Regions from separate parts of the Callithrix jacchus genome. Here region 2 is linked to region 1. A link is a contact called in public Hi-C data. All regions are on one chromosome and are shown on one strand. Each heading gives the region's core, a stretch centred on a gene start, on an enhancer-like site or on the middle of the called end of the contact. The rest is flanking DNA. Distances are from core to core; before and after follow the strand shown.

Evidence for each region. A called contact is a pair of places that touch in the nucleus more often than the background predicts.
Region 2: a Hi-C map of induced pluripotent stem cells shows a contact between it and region 1, with 2.7 times the contacts expected there. The contact joins the promoter of SLC35B1 here to the promoter of DLX3 in region 1. A contact is called at or near these places in 2 of 3 Hi-C or Micro-C datasets (induced pluripotent stem cells and skeletal muscle).

Annotation. Positions count from the first base shown.
Region 1 is chr5:116,325,762-116,331,759 of calJac240_pri, reverse strand. It overlaps DLX3 (distal-less homeobox 3), which reads right to left and starts at 3,826. Exons shown (of 3, transcript XM_002806852.5): 1 at 3,277-3,826; 2 at 2,025-2,215; 3 at 1-158. The coding sequence starts at 3,601.
Region 2 is chr5:116,613,891-116,619,109 of calJac240_pri, reverse strand. SLC35B1 (solute carrier family 35 member B1) reads right to left here and starts at 3,676. Exons shown (of 9, transcript XM_002748445.7): 1 at 3,464-3,676; 2 at 2,733-2,836; 3 at 1,987-2,117; 4 at 1,647-1,677; 5 at 907-1,064; 6 at 1-28. The coding sequence starts at 3,567.

The DNA.
Region 1 (5,998 bases), core at 2,577-5,076:
GCTGGAGTGGAGTGGGAGGAGGTGTCCCAGAGGGCAGGTGATGGTGGTGAGTTGCAGGCCATGGAATCACTGTTATTGGGACTGTGCTCCAGTGGCACCTCCCCGTTCTTGTAGAGTTTCTTGAACTTGGAACGGCGGTTCTGGAACCAGATTTTCACCTGGGCAAGAGAAAAAAGGGGTAGCTAGTTAGCCTCTCAAAATGCTAAAAGTAAAAACCCTGGGAGGAACCCAGATAAGAGCAAGCAAAGCCAGACCCAATTTCATGTAAGAATCAGGCAAAAACCAGCCCCCTGACTCCCAGGACACCCGTCGTTTCTTCGACCTGGGGTAGAATTGTGGCTAGGAACATTCAGCTGCCTGGGTCCAAATTCTGCTCTGCCCTTACTAAGGGTGACCTTGGGCAAGTTACTTAACCTTTCTGATTCTTTCCCTCCTCTTGTCTGCAAAATGGGGACGAGGACAGCACTATTAACTGCCTCACAGGGTCATTCTGAGGCTCAAATAAGGTACGACGTATAAAAAACTTAGGGGAGCCTGCTCAATAAAAGGCAGTCGAGCCTGGCGCGGTGGCTCATGCCTGTAATCCCAGCACTTTGGGAGGCTGAGGTGGGTGGATCATGAGGTCAGGAGTTCGAGACCAGTCTGGCCAAGATAGTGAAACTGTCTCTACTAAAAATACAAAAATTAGTTGGGTGCAGTGGTGGGAGCCTGTAATCCCAGCTGCTCTGGAGGCTAAGACAGGAGAATCGCTTGAACCCAGGAGGCATAGGTTGCAGTGAGCCCAGATATACCACTGCACTCCAGCCTCCTCGACAAAGCAAGACTTCATTTTGGGAAAAAAAAAAAAAAAAAAAAAGGCAGCTGAGGTGGGAGATGGTTGGTTGGTGGCATTTGTTCACATTAGACACCCATAAGAAGAGGTGCACAGATACACAGAGACAAACACACCCACATACGCGTCTCCATACCCAGCCATATTCCCACTCACAGTGTACACACAGACACCATTCTATAAAAATACACACAGACACAGATACACCCAGATAAGCACCCCACAACATGAGCACCCACATTCACACAGGAGTGGGGAACTCCTCCTGGGCTCAGGCTGGGTAATGGGGGTGACCTAGGGACTCAGGAGCAGGTGAGCCATGATTCCCCAAATTTACCCTGGGGTATCTCCCCCTCCCCCTGCCACTCCCCACCCCATGACTGGTACAAACAATGAATCAGCTCCTCACCAGGTGACCCAGATTCCCGGCGGACGGGGCCCCACGCAGCCACAGCCGCAACCTAGGCCCGCCTGTCAACACCTGGAGTGAGCCAGGCGTCCACTGCTCCTCCCCGGGGCCGTGACAGCCTGCTGGGGGCTTCAGGGACTGGCTGGGGGTGGGGGTGGGGCACTCATTTTGTGTCCCCATCTCCTCCAGACAGGGAATTTGGCCTCTCTGCTCTTGGCAGAGGTAGGGGTCGAGTATTGAGGTGCTGAGCTGGAATGTGGTGTTTTGATGCAAGTATGTATTTCTGTACCTGCATTCACCCAGGCACACAGCCACACACACGTGGCCCATCCTGACCCACAATGACCCTGGCAGGATCGAACTCCTCATGTGAGCATTCTCCCCTGCGTGGTGCAGATCCACACAGTACGTGTGCAAACACACTCGCCTACGTGCACACAGACACCCTGCACACATTCCTAGTGTGGAGGGAAAACACGATGTGGACTTCTACTAAGTGACCAGCACTGCTGGGAGACTTGGGAGCTGGGGATTCTGGAGTAGAGGAAGGAGGGCACCTCTCCGCGGGACGGATGCACACAGTTGCACGCGTTCGCAACTGTGTTCACTTGTACACGTGCTAACGCAGAACTTTCCGACCGAACTTGAACCTCGCAGGTCCCCATCCCACAGGCAAGAGTTCCAGGAGCCTGCAGGGTCCTTAACGGCCAGCCAGGCTCGGCGGCGCCTGGGGAACTACGGGGTCTCGCGTGCCCACACGGCCCTGGACGGCCAAACACCAACCTGTGTCTGCGTGAGGCCCAGCTGCGCGGCCAGCTCGGCGCGCTCAGGGAGCGCCAGGTACTGGGCCTTCTGGAAGCGGCGCTGCAGGGCGGCCAGCTGGTAGCTGGAGTAGATCGTGCGCGGCTTTCGGACCTTCTTGGGCTTCCCATTCACCATGCGCACCTCAGCTTCCGGCTCCTCCTTCACCGACACTGCGGGGAACGCACGGGCGGGAGAGGGGCGGCTCAGCCTCGGCCTGCGACTCCTACCACCCTCCAGGGCCCCGCAGGACGCCCCTCCCTTCCGCCCACCGACTCGTCGCGGGCTTCCCGGCCTCGCGCTCCGCCGCCCGCTGCCCAGGAGGAAGCCGCGGCCACAGAGCCGGACCCGGCCGCCGCCCACGACGCGGCGCTCCCAGCTCGGCGCCCGGCCCCCGGAGCACTGTCCCCGGCGTCACCCGCCTCCTGGGCGAGGACCGCCACGGCTTTGCTCACGACGCCTTCCCAGCTCGCTTGCCGGCCTCAGGGCTCCTCGCCGCCCGGCTGCTGGCCGCCCCCTGCCCAGCCCCATCTAGCCGTCGGTTGTTTCTCTGGCTCCTTCCCGTCCACCCCCCGCCCTTTAAAAAACGTTTCAGTTTAGAATCGCTTTAGATTTTCCAAAAAGTTGCAAGGATAGTACAGACTTTCTTTCTTTCTTTCCCTGTCCCCCTTCCTCCCTGCCCGCCTTCTCTCCTGTTTCACTGTCTTTCCACACTTCTCTCTTGCTGCCTTCACTTTTCCCTTTTTCAGCTTCTCTGCCTCTTAGTCGCTGCTTCCTTCCGCTTTCCCGCAACTTCCGTAGGTCCCTCTCATTGCCCCCTCACGACTCCCCGTCTCCCCATCGCTTATCCAAAGGAGGACCCCAGAGCTTCCAGCCCCCCGCCGCCTACCCCCAACCCCTCTGAGACCTGATCGAGGATCTCCTGCTGAAATGCCCAAGAAATCACCTCGATTCGGAGGTTCCCTGACAACCCACAGCCCTCCCCTTCCTCTCTCAGCTCACCCCGATCCTCATCTGAGACCGCGGCGCACCGCGCTCATCGCGCCCCAAATGCTCGCAGACCCGGGGCTGGAAGGTCGCCTGGTCCCTCTGGGGGTCATCTAGGCCAGCTTCTCTAACTCCAGGCCGTACTTTTCTTAGACGTTTCCTAGACTTTGGGTTCCGGTCCATGCCTTTTCCTCCCTCCGGAACCTTCCAGTGTCTCCCACTGTCCTGGTGACCCCGTGGTCCTCACCTGGATCCTGGGCTGGCAGCGGCTGCTCCCTGTACGCCCCGTATTGCCGGTAGGAGGCTCCGTAGGTATATTCCGACTTGGGCGAGTAAGCGCCGGTGCCTGCAAGCCCATTGAGATTGAACTGGTGGTGGTAGGTGTAGGGGTTCACCGTCTGGCCATAGGGCTGGCCCGAGTAGTAATCGTGCTGGGGAGCGCTGTAGTAGCCCAGGTCAGTGACAGAAGACTCGGGCAGGGTGGGCGAGTCCTTGGAGCCCGCATGGCAGCTAAGGGAGCTGGAGATGTCGGTGAGGATACTGCTGAGCTTGCGATCGAAGGAGCCACTCATCCTGGCGGGCGCTGCACCTCCCCAGCGCTGACCTCCGTGGAGGACAGGAGCGGATGGGAGAGCAGGTAAAGCGGAGAAGACGAGGCAGGGGTGTGTGTCCAGAGGGCGAGGGGAGGATCCGGCCGCGTCTAGGGGAGGGGGAGGCCGAGAGGCGCTTACACCATCGCGGGCCGTCAGGCGGTCGCTGCGCGCCTCTCCTCGCGTCCCAAGCCACAGTCAAATGCTGCCAGCTCCGCCCGGCCAGCCGGTTATAGACTCAATTTTGGAGTCGCCGAGGGAGGCTCCTATGCGCTGATTGGCTGCAAGTCTTGCCTTCCAGGCAAAACACGCTCTTGCTCTCTCGCTCCTGTGCTCTTCTCTCTCTCTCTTTCCCTTCTCTCTTCCCTCTCTCTCTCCTCTTTCCCCCAGTCTTTGTTGTTACACACACACACACACACACACACACTCCTTGCTACTCTAGTAGCTCCAGCTCAGATAAGTTCTCTGAAGGAGGGGGTGGAGGTGGAGGGGAAGGGTCGTTCTTCGGAGCCCCCAGGACCTGCCAGTCTGTTTCTCTGGCTGGCGGGTGAGAGATGGGCTTGGGGGGTGGGGGTGGGGAAGGAGGGGAATTTGCCCACTGGGTGTTTGTGGAAGGAGGTGGTCTAAGGTGGGGTATAGTTGTGTGTATGTGTGTGTGTGTGTGTGTGCATGCCTGTGCGAATGACTGGCACACCAACGAGCCCAAAGTGGTGAGGACTCAGGGCCCCTGAAAATGGTTTAATTTATCTTAAAATCAGAAGAAAACAAAAACACCTTTTAGGTGGAAGAGGATGTTTGAATGTATGATATTAATATATTGTCAATATCAATGCTGTCATTGCTATCTTACTGTTGTATTACATAATTACAAAAAGTAATTAAAAACTTTTTCTTTTCATGGAGGAAGGGGCCCACCAGGCAAAAGTGACTTGAGCCTACAAGAGGCATAATTTAGCCCTGGGAGAAGGAGAGGGTATTGGAGAAGGGGAATCAGGCCTGTGTGGATTTAGGGGTTGATGGGTATGTACAGCCTGTCTGGTGATACCAGAGCTATCTCCAAAGCTATGTGTGTGCAGTTTCAGAGAGAGCCCGGTCTTGCTGAAGGGAGCAAGGGACCTGGGGTCCGCATGAGCTTGGGTGGACACAGCCTTGCTCTGTGATAAGTCTGAGGGCAGATTCTGTGTATCATGGGACAGCGCTGGGACTGGGGACACTTTTAGGGATCGGGTGCGTGGGACGCGTGTACTTTGGGTGTGTGCTGTGAGGACTTCATGTGTTCCACATTATCCATGGATGTACACTCGTGCAGGAGTGTGTGTGAAGATGCGTGGCCGTGTGTACGGGTGTAGGCAGCGTGAGTGGAGGGCCATCCGTGTGTGGATGTGTGGTTGTTTGCAGACGTGTCTAGACCTCTCAGTACCTTCGGAATCCCCAGTAGCTGGGAGTTGGGCTGCTCCACCGAAGTCCTCTCCCACCAGAAAAGAAAGCCCTGAGGAATGGCTCCCCTCCGTGGGGACCCCTCGCTTCTAGTCCTGCCTGCCCCCCTAGGTCATGCTAGCTGTTCCCAAAGTCTAGCTCCTTCCTCTTTCCCGCACCCCATTTTGCTCTTCGCCCTTCTCTGGGGGAGAAAATCCAAATCTCAGTTCCCAGCCTGCCCCGCTCGCTCCCCCTCGTCCCCTAGCCCTACCTCGCGGGGCAAACTCAGTGCTAGCGCGCCACCTCGTGGTTCCTGCGGGCTCTGCAGCTCCCGAGCCCGGCTCCCGGCCGAGCCCCGGGGAGGGGTCTCCTCCGAAGACCCTGCCTGGCCGAGCAGTGTGCCTCTTTCCAAAGTCAGACTCGCGCAGCAGGCGGCCGGGGGGGTGGGGTGGGGGTCCAAAGGATTTTGAGAGCTGCAGTTCCCAGAAATAGAGGGCGGGGTCCACGGGCCGAGGGGCAGGGGTGGGTGCCCTCTGGGTCTGGGCCTCTCCCCGAGGCCGCCGCGTGGGAAAGGTGGGGGCGGGGGCGAGCGAGGGGAGCGCTATCTGTCTGTCTATCTCCGCGTCCCCCCAGCGCCCAGCGCCCGCCGCTCCGAGCCCGTGGCGAGGCGAGTTGCCACCCGCTCCTGGTGCCCTCTGTTCTGCTGCCAAGAGGGCGCCAAGAGAGCCTGCGGCGTTGGGGGCAGGAAGGGCACTGGGCGGGCCGGCTCCCTCCCTGGATGGGAGCGGGGGAGGCGTTCAGGGCCTGCTTTGGAGCTCCCCTGCCCCGCCCTGAAGACGGTGCCCTCTGTTTTCGCTAACTGTAGCTCCCCACAGAGAACAGACAGCATGGGGCGAGCCCTTCTCAGAGGTTCATTCATTCGTTCATTCATCAACCGAGTTCAAGAAGTGGCAGGCGACTTAG
Region 2 (5,219 bases), core at 2,427-4,926, 290 kb before region 1:
TCAGTCCATCCAGAGTCAGCGACAATAGCTGGGGAGGAAAGGGTGCAGCCTACAGTGAAAAGGTCAACAGGGCCCCTTCCTAACCCAGGACACGGGATTCTCTCTCTCAGGCTCTTTGGAAAGCCACTGCCTTTAGAGTCCTCAGAACAAAATGTTGCCATGTATTCACAGGTGGGAGGTGGGGAGAGACCACGCTCACTCCCGCTCCTTGCCCAGGCACTGGACCAACAGGCTCACTGAGCCACATAGTAATTTTGTAATCAGAGCAGAGCAGGAAGCTCACTTCCCAACACACTGGGAGAGGAAAGCCAGTCCCAGCAGATTAGCTTCCTAACTTGGAGTCTAGTGCTCCAGAGACTGGATCCTGGGCTTAGGCTGCCTGGATTAGAAACCTGACCCCTCCACTTAACTAGCCACGTGACCATAGGCAAGCGAGTTAACCTCTCTGTGCCTAGTTTCTTCATCTGTAAAATGGAGATAATACCACATATGAGATTATTGTTGTAAAAATTAGTCAATTAACCTGTAAAACACACTTGGAACAATGCCTAATGCATATACAACAGCTGCCCTCATATTATTTTAAACTCTGGCTTCCAGGGAAAGCCACAGTAAGAAACATTTACTCCTTCCCTCTTTGCTCTCAGGTCTCTGTGACCTCATACCAGGATTCAGACACAACCCTCAGTTATCTCTTCTCCAGAATGAGAGCTGAGCTGTAGTTAAATATTTCAGGTTTCCCACTATGGCCTCAACAGAGCCAGGGGCCTGCAGCAAAGACCAGATATGGGGACAAGGCGTACACAACCTCCCTTGACACCTAACCGGCCTTCTCCCTGCCTAGCTGGGGCTACCCTTTGGTTAAGTTTGCTGGAAAAGGCTGCCTTCCCTAACGGGATCTCATACCAGCAGCAGCTCTCCATAGCCGGCTATGTGCTCTTCTATCCCAGCAACGCTCTTGGGTTTGTACATGAAAAGGGCCACTCCAGCCACAATTAGCAGCACACACAGGTACTTGGCCAGTGGGTACTTCTTCTTCAAGAGGGTCACCCCAAGAAGCATGACTACAGGGAAAAAACAGAGTGGAAAATTCAGGCATCCATAAGGCATCGATGACCCCAATACTCTCCCCTCCCCAGGAACCAAGAGAAGACTCAGGGAGAAAAGAATGATTGAGAAGGAAGGCTTAGAGAGGACAAAAGGAGGGTGCCAGGCTGGCACCTAGATGAAGATTGAGCAACAGGGTTAAGTATAAGACAGGGAAGAGGTAGAGAACAAAGGTTAAAAATTCCAGGAAGGCACAGGGCAAGGGTGGGGAACAGTGGAGAAGGAAAAGAAGTTGAGACAAAGAAACTGATGATCAAAATAGGAACTAGGCTGTCTAAGGACAGTGTAAACACATACAACATGGAAACTGACCAAGTGAAGCGGGCTAGGTCAGCCGCTAGCTCCCGTTAGGGATTACCAGCCTATGAACATCACAGGAAGTGACACAGATGACAAGATGGGCAGCGGGGAGAGGTGGCGGAAAGTCCCTGGAGATAGCCATGACAGGATGATGAAGCTGAGAGGGACACAGAGTTCTAGCAGAGAAAGAGAGAGCTTACTATAGGAAGAGTTAGAAGAGGAAGACCATCTTTGCTTACCTGGGATTGGCTTGCAGGATTTACCAAGGACCTGAAATTAAATCCAGCAAATAATTTCTGAGCATCTGTGATGTGTCAGGTACTATGCTAGGTACCACGCTGATTAAGATGAGTAAGCACAGGGCCTGTACCAGAGACCTCAGCCTCAGAAAGCAGCCGTATCATGGTCCAACCCACCACCGCTAAACCCAAATTCTGTGGTCCTATACACTCCAAATTTCTCAAACACTCTCACAGGACTGTTATTTATTTATTTTATAACTCACAGACCTGAGGGAAGAACCCTTAGTCCTTTCCAAATGATTTCTGAGCCAACTGTCATCACACCCTGAAGTTTCACCTGAGTTGGATAGTTGACAAACTGTAGTGCTGAGTTGCTGGAGACCATGGCACCCAGATAGGAGATAGAACAGGCAGCATAGAGCCAGCTCCGAGTACGATCCACCCTGGCAGTGTCAAAAAACTGGATCACTGGGAGAAGACAAAAAAAGAGAAAGAAAGAAAAAAAAAAAAAACAAGAGAAACCTGGTGGGGCTAGGATGGACCACTAAGCAAAGCTGAAGCCACATGAAAGGAATTTGCCTGTCAAATAAGACACAGCTATTTCTGTCCTCTTATACTGGGAAATCTCTGAAAATTATTCATCTTTCCAATTCTCCTAAGCCTAACAGAAGACCACACGCAGGGTGGAGGTGGGGGCCTCATTCAGTTCAAGGGACCAGTCAACCCTGCTGCTAGTCCCCAGGGAACAAAGAGAGAATTGCTCAAAGAATGCTTGAAGCTGACACACAAAAGAAACTCAAAGGGAAAGAAAAAAATGTTTTAAGTATTTTCAGTGGAGATTTGGAATACAGAAGACTGATTCTCTGAGTACTTCTAACTCAGAAGTTGGTAAAAATTGGAGAAATAATATTTTACTCCACTTCAAAGTCATTAGTTTTACAGACTTCACAGAGAGGCTGTGTAAGTACTAAATGGGTGGAGATCATGAGTTAGCCTTTAAGGTTAAATCAATGCTTAATGCCCAGAATACTGAAGGGGTTTGGGGTGGTGGGGTACCCAACAAATTACTATCTAGGTACTCACAGATCTTGGCAAACACGGCATTAATCACACATTGAATGAAGACCAAAGTTAAGGCAAAGGTGAACGTCTCCTGCTTGGCTCCCTCCCCATACTTTCCTCTTGTTCTAGAAATGAAATGCATGAGAAAAGAGAGGAGAAATTAGTAGACTTCACTCACTGTCATCTAATATATCGAGAGCCACTAGAAACTTTATTATCTTGCCGCTCTGGATTTACGGAGAATCTGTAAGGACCACTAGGCTTGTCTGCAAAAGGGGCTGATTTTACCGGATCTAGAAACCAGACACCCCAGCGTGCTGATTCCATAGCCTAGGGAAAGAATATCCGAAAAAGACGGAGAGGAAACATGGAAAACGAGATAGCGAAATCGGGTACCCCAGGCAGGAAGGAGAGGTATTTGGGCAGCAAGGCCGAAGGCGAATAGGCTATCTGCAAGCATCTGGGAGTACCAAAAAGGGGCCGACTCGGGTTCTGTTTGCGGGGTAGAAGTCTCAGCCCATAAAACGCAGTCCCTTAGAACCAAGCCGGGGAAAAACAGCTAAGAAAATGACCAAATCCGGAGAATCTAGAAGATAACCCTGGAATTCTGGAATTCTGGGTAGGCTCAGCCGTAGCTGCAAAAGTAGCGGGGTGCTAGGAGGGCGACAGCCGGGCGTGAAGACAAGAGGAAAGAACGAGACCGCTGTCACAGGCTGGGAAGAGAATGTCGGCTCGCCCCGGGGGTCGCTCACATCTTTTCCTGCAGGATCCCATAGTAAAAATAGCAGACAAAGACACCCAGGAAGCAGAGCGGCAGGCGCAGCCGGTCGGGAACCAGAGAGCTGCTAGAGGCCATGAGACGCTCTGAGGAGCCGACTGAAGACCCGCTCACAACCTGCAGCGGCAGCAGCGGCGGCGGAGGCGACAGCTCCAGCCGGACATCGCCGACCGGCGGCGGGGGCCTCATAGGAGCTGCATGCGACCGCCGTCTAGCAGGGCCCTGCAGTCACTACCAGAACTGCCAGCTCAGGGCTGCCGAGGGGAAAACTCCTCAGAAAGCAGCAACCACTTCCTAGGAAAGAAAACCAGCCCTAGGACCTTAACTCCATCCTTGCGGGCCAGAGGAGCCGGCTGCCTCGAGATTAATGCCCTGCCCTGGAGATTTTTCCCAATCAGGCAATGCTGAGGACAACTGCAACCCACAGCACCACTGGGTGCCTTAGGAGCTATCCGGGCGTAGAATAATGACGTATAAAGATGTGGAGGCCACCAATTGGCTGCGCTGTGCGAAGACGGGCAGGTGGGTGGGGGAAGGAGGAGGTGCGGCAGGCCGAGCAAATCCAATCGTCTTTTCCGCGGCGGGCGACCAGGCTTCTGGTGGGTCCTAACGCCAAAATCTCTTACTGGAGCCTCAGCGCCCTCTAGGGGCTGCCCTGCGTCAGCGACTTTACCTGCTCATTTCTGGGCACATAGCTAGGCTTCCAAGCAGGAGAGCCGCACAGGAAGTCTCGGCTTGGTCACTTAAAGGCGGGGTAACCTACCCCTATCACCAAAGTTCTGAGCCAGAGTTTTCCAGGTCTGGAAACTAGAGATGATTAGTAATAACCATCTTGTCGCTTCTTGACTGTTCTGAGGAGCAAATGAGCTGAAGTTGGTGAAATTGTTTTGTAAACTGTAAAGTATGCTGTGTAAGTTTAAGGTGTTATTAGTCATCACTCTTTCTCATCCCTAATCTTATTTCCTCACATCGAGGGGTGGAAATGGAAGCCTATTGAATTCGGTTTTCTTCCAAGTCTTAAGAACTCACCAACAATGGCGTAAACCCTTCAGCCACACTCCTGAATATTTCCCAGTGATGAGCTCCTCGTTGGACCCCTTCCTCATGCAAGTGTTGGGTCTCCACCTGCTGGCACGAATTGCCAGGGCAAGACTGACCTCAGATCTTCCCACTGCTACCTCCAACCCCCTACTTAGTAATTGGCCCAAATCTCCGGCCACCAGGTGGACTCTGGACCTTCTCTTCTAGCAGCCTTCTCTGTTGGCACAGCCTCAGCCAAAGGAAGGAAATACTGGGCAGCACCACACCCATCACTCTGTGCCTGACTCACTAAGGCTTTGCGGGGGAGCCAGAAGTCTTTTAGAGGGAGGGATAAGGGATAGAAGATGGGGTCTGTCCCCAGCCCACTGTCTCCTGGATATTAGTGGCGTGGGAATCCCCATATATTTGCTCTCTTGCTCAGTAGCTTACTCTACTGGCTTAGCCAGCGATGCAAATAACGGGGAGGAGAGACCTACCAGCTCTACCTCTTTACCAGCTGGGACCTCAAAGAATTCCCTTGTCCTCTGAGTCAACTTTCCTCACGTGAAATTAATGGGAATACAATAACAAGCAAGAGAGCGCTGTGGTTAGAACATGGGCACTGGATTCAAATGATCGTTTCCAATCCCAGCTCCCCCACTTCCTATCTGTGTCTTTTGGGGTCAAGTTATTCAATCTATTTGTCCTTC